2 separate regions of the Mus musculus genome follow, and region 1 is linked to region 2. The links are chromatin contacts, called in public Micro-C maps. All regions are on one chromosome and are shown on one strand. The core of a region is the stretch at or near the end of the contact, and the rest is flanking DNA. Distances in the headings are between cores, read along the strand shown.

Evidence for each region. A called contact is a pair of places that touch in the nucleus more often than the background predicts.
Region 1: a contact with region 2 is called in a Micro-C map of the HL-1 cell line, with 2.1 times the contacts expected there. A contact is called at or near these places in 1 of 39 promoter capture datasets (pre-B cells), 1 of 484 Hi-C or Micro-C datasets (the HL-1 cell line) and 1 of 130 datasets of targeted methods (the 230-238 cell line).

The regions. Positions count from the first base shown.
Region 1 is chr15:74,934,063-74,937,296 of GRCm38.p6, reverse strand. Gm39556 (a long non-coding RNA gene) reads right to left here. Exons shown (of 5, transcript XR_003951655.1): 4 at 2,439-2,771; 5 at 1,855-2,011. Among named protein-coding and RNA genes, the nearest start is that of Gm39556, 9.2 kb to the right of the region's middle.
Region 2 is chr15:73,746,376-73,749,623 of GRCm38.p6, reverse strand. Ptp4a3 (protein tyrosine phosphatase 4a3) reads right to left here and starts at 1,598. Exons shown (of 6, transcript NM_008975.3): 1 at 1,159-1,598.

The sequences.
Region 1 (3,234 bases), core at 632-3,131, 1.2 Mb before region 2:
AAAAAACAAAACAAAACAAAACAGACGTTAGGGTTAAAAAGTGAGTCAAGAAACACCACGGAAGTTAAATAAAGCCAGGTATGAGATAGCCAAATAAGACAAAGGATGGAACTATTGACTATCTGGGCTTGCTCCTATGGGTGGTAACAGAAAAGGTGTGCTTACCTACAATATTCACTGCTAGGGCTTAAGGGCGTGGATGTGCTAAAACTCACCTCACAAATATTCATGGAACTCCTTTAAAATCCTCAGCAGAGACCCCCTCGGCTCGCTCCCCATCTTCAACAGCCCCCTCCAATCTCATTGCTATCTTTAGCTTTCTGAAATAAACCACTTCTTTGCTAAATAAATGTAAACAGTCTATGCTGCCTCTTGACTTCATTCGTTCCTTCAGGAAGGTAAGAACCAAAGCCTCCCTTCCTGTAGCCTCTACCTCAAAGGACTGCGTGACCTCCCGTGGGATGAGGCCTGCCTCAAAGCTCCCCCAGGGACTGCCAAGCAACCCCTGTGCCACACATCTGTGCAAACTCCAGGGCTCTTCCCAAGGGATGGCCATCTGCTCTGAGGAATGACACGTGACACCCAAGTGATGCCCCCAGCCATCCACGGTTGACAGAGTCCCAAGGCCCCTAGAGCTCCTCAGTTGACTTAATTTCGCTTAGAGGTGTTTTTGGTTTGTTTCGTTTTTTAAAATTATGGACTTGCTGTGGAGTCCAAAGTGAGCTTGCGGTGAGCCTCTTTCCTGGGCCTCCCAACTTCTGGTATTACAGGCATTTGCGCTATATTGCTTTACAGTGTTAAAGGCCTTTATGAAGAAGTTTCCAGAAATTGTCTGAAATATTGCCTTGGTTCAAACACTCTCTCAGTCATGATTTCTATCCTTTTTTTTTTTTCTTTTTTTTTTTTTTTTAATACTGAGCCTTGAATCCAGGATTGTGTGCGTGTTAGACAAGCCCTCTGCCTGGTTTACGTGTATGACTTTAGTCAACTACAAACATTGCTGACGTCACAACCCCACACTGATTCAGGGTTCCCAGGTGATTGCTTGCTTCCCCGACTCCTGCCCACTCTACCCACTGTGAAACAAGTCCCTGTCCGGTAACCAACCGTTCTGTGTTAAGTCCAAGGAAAGAGGAGTTAAGAACTGGCACCACGGTCAGCCTTCCTGCCAGCCACTTTGTGAACTTGACTGTAGAAAGCCTTCTGGGGTGCCTCTTGGCAGGAATCTGACATTGGCCAAGGACAGGGAAATGGGTTTCAGACCAGAATCTGACATTGGCCATGATAAGGAAGTAAGCTCAGGTAGGAATCTGACATTGGAGCATGACAAAGAAATAACTGCAGAGCCAGGCGTGGTGGCACACGCCTTTAATCCCAGCACTCGGGAGGCAGAGGCAGGCCGATTTCTGAGTTCAAGGCCAGCCTGGTCTACAAAGTGAGTTCCAGGAAAGCCAGGGCTACACAGAGAAACCCTGTCTCAAAAAAAAAAAAAAAAAAGGGCTCATGCTGCAGCGTTGTTCAATCGTCTCTTTCTTTTCAATCCTCACTCCTGTGCTGGAGAACCCGTTGACTGACTGAGAGGGCTTGGTCACTTGATGACAAGGTTGTTACAGACAACCCAAAGCCAAGCCATGGGCACTCAGACACTGAAAAATATTCTAAGGAGATGGTCAGATCAAATCCCAGCCCCATCTTTATACAATGCATGGCACTATCTGTGGATACCCAAATAGTAAGTGGGGGAGGGCTACTGACTGGCGAGGCGAAGCAAGCAGGATCGGGGGTGTTGGAGTCGCAGTTTCACAAATCGGATTGACAGGGTGTGGTAGTTCACCCGGAAGGCTCCTCCGCGGGGACCTCAGCTGGCAGACTTAAGGTGAGAGGGGTGTATCCAGATCCGGTCCACCTTAACAGCCATAGGTGTGGTCAGGATGGCAGTGTGAGGCCCTTTCCTGCCAGGTTCCAGAGTCTTGTGGTTGTGTCTCTGAATCCAGACAGATTCTGGTTTCACCTGGTTCAAAGCAGTGGGGGTTAGGGAGAGGAACTGACTCATAAACCTGGCACACGGCAGGCCAGAGTTGCTTCTGGACCCTATGGAGGGCTTCCAAGGATTTAAAAAACTTATTTTGGTCATATTCTGCTAAGATATCAGACTGGAGGTTAGGCAGCAGGGGAGGGGTCTCCCATATAGGATCTAAAAAAAAAGAGGGGGACCTAAAATATAGGGGATGTTCCTAGCTCTATATAAGACAAGGAGAGACACTCAGTCAGCGCCAGTTTCAGGGGTTAATTTGGTCAAGGTCTCCTTCAGGGTCTGATTCATCCTCTTTACTTGCCCCGAATGCTGGAGTCTGGATGCACAATGCAATTTTCAACTGGTCCCCAGCACCTGTGCTAGAGCTTGTCAGACCCAAGCTGAGTAGGCAGGCCATACATACCTGGGTCTGAGGCCCTCCAGAAGCTGCTTTGCCAGGACATTGGGAGTCTCCTTCTTTGTAGGGTAGACTTCTACCCATCCTGAAACGGTATCTATAAAAATAACAAGCCGGGTGTGGCGGCGCACGCCTTTAATCCCAGCCCTCGGGAGGCAGAGGCAGGCGGATTTCTGAGTTCAAGGCCAGCCTGGTCTACAAAGTGAGTTCCAGGACAGCCAGGGCTATACAGGGGGTGAGCACCCCCTTTTGCTATCCCCTTTCTCTGAGGGTGTTGGATCTCCAGAGGCCCAGGTGTAGAGAACTCGACCCCCAGAAACTCCGCTTGATGACAGGTCACTGTAATGACAAGAGGTTTTATTACGACGACTCGCGTAGGGTTGCTCAGCCTCGCAGGGAGAGTCAACCCCGATTTGTAAAAAGTACACCTCTTTGATACTCTTTTAAGGGGGGTCATGCAGTTATTTTATTATTGCTTAGCAAAGCAGCGGCACATTTTTAATTTGGCAGAAAACTCTGTCAGCAAGATCTAAGCAGTTTGTGGTTTTCAGACTGAGGCGGGTAGGGGAGTTTTCTCAAGGACTGTTATTTCTGGCAGCTGTAGTCATCATAACCTTGAAAGACCCCACCATAAGGCTTAGCAAGCTAGCTGCAGTAACGCCATTTTGCAAGGCATGAAAAAGTACCAGAGCTGAGTTCTCAAAAGTTACAAGGAAGTTTAGTTAAAGAATAAGGCTGAATAATACCGGGACAGGGGCCAAACAGGATATCTGTGGTCAAGCACCTGGGCCCCGGCTCAGGG
Region 2 (3,248 bases), core at 349-2,848:
AGGGGTCCAGATGTATAGGTGACACCAGGCTGAACTGCATCTTATAATACATGCACAGTTCACTGCAGTCTGGGCCACACCCCTAAGTGTGGGCAAAAAGGGGCATGCCCACAGCATGCCTGAGTCTACCCAGGCTCAACCACATGGTGGCTGCCCTCCCAAAAAGGAGCCCCTCTGCCGACACATCACTCCGCTCACCCCCTTTGGAGACAGTGTTTCTCTGTCCCTGTCTTACCTCCTGGACCGCACTTTGTAGACCAGGCTGACCTCAGACTCACAGAGATCCACCTGGCTGGGCCTCCTGAGTGCTAGGACTTAAGGCATCTGCCACCATGCCCAGGTGGACACATCACTTCTATGGGGTTAAGAAGACCAGAGAACAAGGTGGGGGGGTGGGGGGGTCTACCTCTACTGCATTCTAGCAGGCCTGAGCCAAGGCTTGTGGGCCCACCGGCTACCTACACCCCTATCCCAGCAGCTCTAGGTGTGAACAGAAGCTGAGCTCACCTTGCCTCAACAGGCACTCAGTCAAGCCACCACACCCTCCCCACCCCTGGTGCTTAAGGACCCTACTATGACCTGGGCCCTTCTCTATCCCCGCCCAGCCTCCTCTAGCAGTATCTTAAGCCCTCAGCTGCTCCCAGACCGGCATGTTTTTCAAGACCCATTTTTGTCCCTGTTTGCCAGAGGAGGACATGGGACAGAGGGGCGTGGAAGGACCTTCTCTGGACCCTGGCCAGCTCCGGCCGTCCAGACACCCAGGTTTTCTCAACATCGAGTCTAGTAATCGGGAACACTTGAACCCCAGGGGGGAAAAAAAGACACAGAGGTAGTCAGAAGCCACACCCTCAAGTGGTGGGGTGGGAGTGCATCTAGCTTCAGAAGGGACCTAAATGGGACCCTGTGTGACACTTAGGAGTCAGGGGTCACAGTTCAGGACTCTGTGCTGTCAAGACAGGCAAGACTGCTCCGTGGATGGGCTGGGGACCCCAAGGACCCGTAGTGGGGCGTGGGGAGGGCACACAGCTCCCCGACCTCAGCGGGACTTCCCACCCAGCCCGCCAGGGAGCCGCCATCCCGTGCAGGGCCCATCCCAGTAGGGTTAGGGTTCGGGAGCGTCCTCGAGGCCGGGTCCCCGCCGCCCGCAGCCCGGCTCACCCGCGCCCGCAGGCGTGCGGCCGCCTCCATGCGCCGGCCGGCCGGGCCGGGACCCGTGCGCGCCCTCCGCAGCGGCGCCGGCTCCGGGCGGATGCCCGCCGCCCGCCGCCCAGCTATTTATAGCGCCCGGCGTCACGTGGGGGGGCGGTGACCGGCGGGCGACCCGACTCACAGCGGCTCCCGCACCTGCTGCCTAAAGATAGCACGCAAACAAAGGCGCGGCCAGCAGAGGAAGAGGAAGGAGGAAGGGAGAGGACCACCGCGGACCCGCCTGCCATCCCCTCTGCATCCTGCTGGGTAGGAGACCTCCTTCTGCAGAGGGGCCACAAGCCAGGAGGAACCCTTCCAGCTCTCCAGCTTCATATGCGCACACTGAACAGCTACTGTGTGCTCAGCCGCACTAGCCCACACTTCACCTTAAGAGCCACCACTCCCAGACTACAGCTGAAGAACCTGAGGCACTGAACCTACGCACACTCGAGTCACACAAGAGATGGGAGCCGACTCTACACAGGCTCATCTCCAAGGGAACTGACACCCACCCAGCTCTCCTGAAGTCTTCCAGGGCATCCCCTGAGCAGGATCGTCTCCTGGGCTCCACTGACCAGACGGAATCCTGGTTCTGTCCTAGGGCATCCCAGGCAGGAACCCTGTGCTCTCCCGCCCAAGAATGGAGACAGATGTCAGTCCGCACCTGCCCCAGTGGCTGCACCGCCCTGGGAGCCTTCTGGTGCAGGGCTTGAGTTCCAGCTCACAGAATCCCCAGAGGCCTTGCCTTGCTGGGAACCCTGGCCCAAGCCCGGCTCCCAGACAGAGGCCTGGCCCTGCAATCAGTAGTTGGTGCTGGGGAGAGGAATGATCCCTGAAAGGCTGGACCTGAGCCAGGGGAGGGCATGCCCCTAATACTCCCAGAGAGAAGTCTCATTAGCCAACCTTGCACAGCAGAGCCTACTATCCCCCATTCTCCCCCTGGCCCAGGTAAGCAGGGCTGATAACGTCCAGGCTGGAGCATCCCATTGCAGCCCCATCCTGGCTCACCCCCAGAAAGCTAGGCAGCCACCTAAGATCCCCAGAATATGCCACCCTTATAAATCCAGCAGGTTAACGGCATTGTTGCTGACCAGACCCATGGTCTCAGCTGTTCCACTAGTTTCCATCCTGACTGCAGATCCTGAACCCTCCACAAGGCACCAGCCTCCAGCAACACAACAGATACTGAGTAGATGCCCCAAGTCACCCAGCCAGGTAGCTGGACCATGACTGGAGATTTGCCCTCCCCCAGAGACCCTACTGGTCCCAATCCCAGGTGGGTAGGAGAAAGCACATCAAACCATCCCTGGTGGCCCATCAGTTGTCTAGAAAAGGGTTTGTTAGTGACAGGCCCAGCAACGTCTGAGATGCTGCACCAGCCAGGGCTGCAACCGGGGCTCCAAGTGACACCACACACACACACACACACACACACACACACCAGCATGCTGGGGCCTCTAGCTAATCCTGGGGGCACCTGCTACAGCTGGCAGGGCCCCAAGCCTTTCGGAGAAGTCTATATATAACACATCCAGAGCCTTCTTGGAGCCCTCCCAGAGTAACCCATCTCTGGGGCCAGGAGGGGAGACCCTAGCAGGCTCCACCCACGCCAGTCCCTCGGAACTCATCCAAAGCTCTTACACCCCTGTGTCGCACAGTTCCAAGGGTGCAACCCCTCACAAAACAGGCTCCTTAACCCCAGGCTCTCCCCAACCCCCTTGGCTATGTGCCCAGCCCAGGGAAGGCATCCTTAAAGGGAGGGGGAACCTAGCACTGGGCCCCACCCATACCCCACCTCCCACCCAGGCATGGCACCAAGAAGCTCCCGCTTGTTTATGGAAGGAACAAATGACCTGGTGTTCTAGGCAGAGGTCCAGATTGGGGAGCCATCCAGAACCTATCACGAGACCTCAGCCCTCGAGGTCTGGGAGAACTTCATAGGAGGGGACACCCAGGCCACCCTAAGAGCAGCTCCATGCCTTCCAAGAAGGAGCCACTATGTCAGCTGCCCCTTTGCCTCTTGCTTTAAGGGACTTCCCCAACTTGGTCCCTCAAGGGCC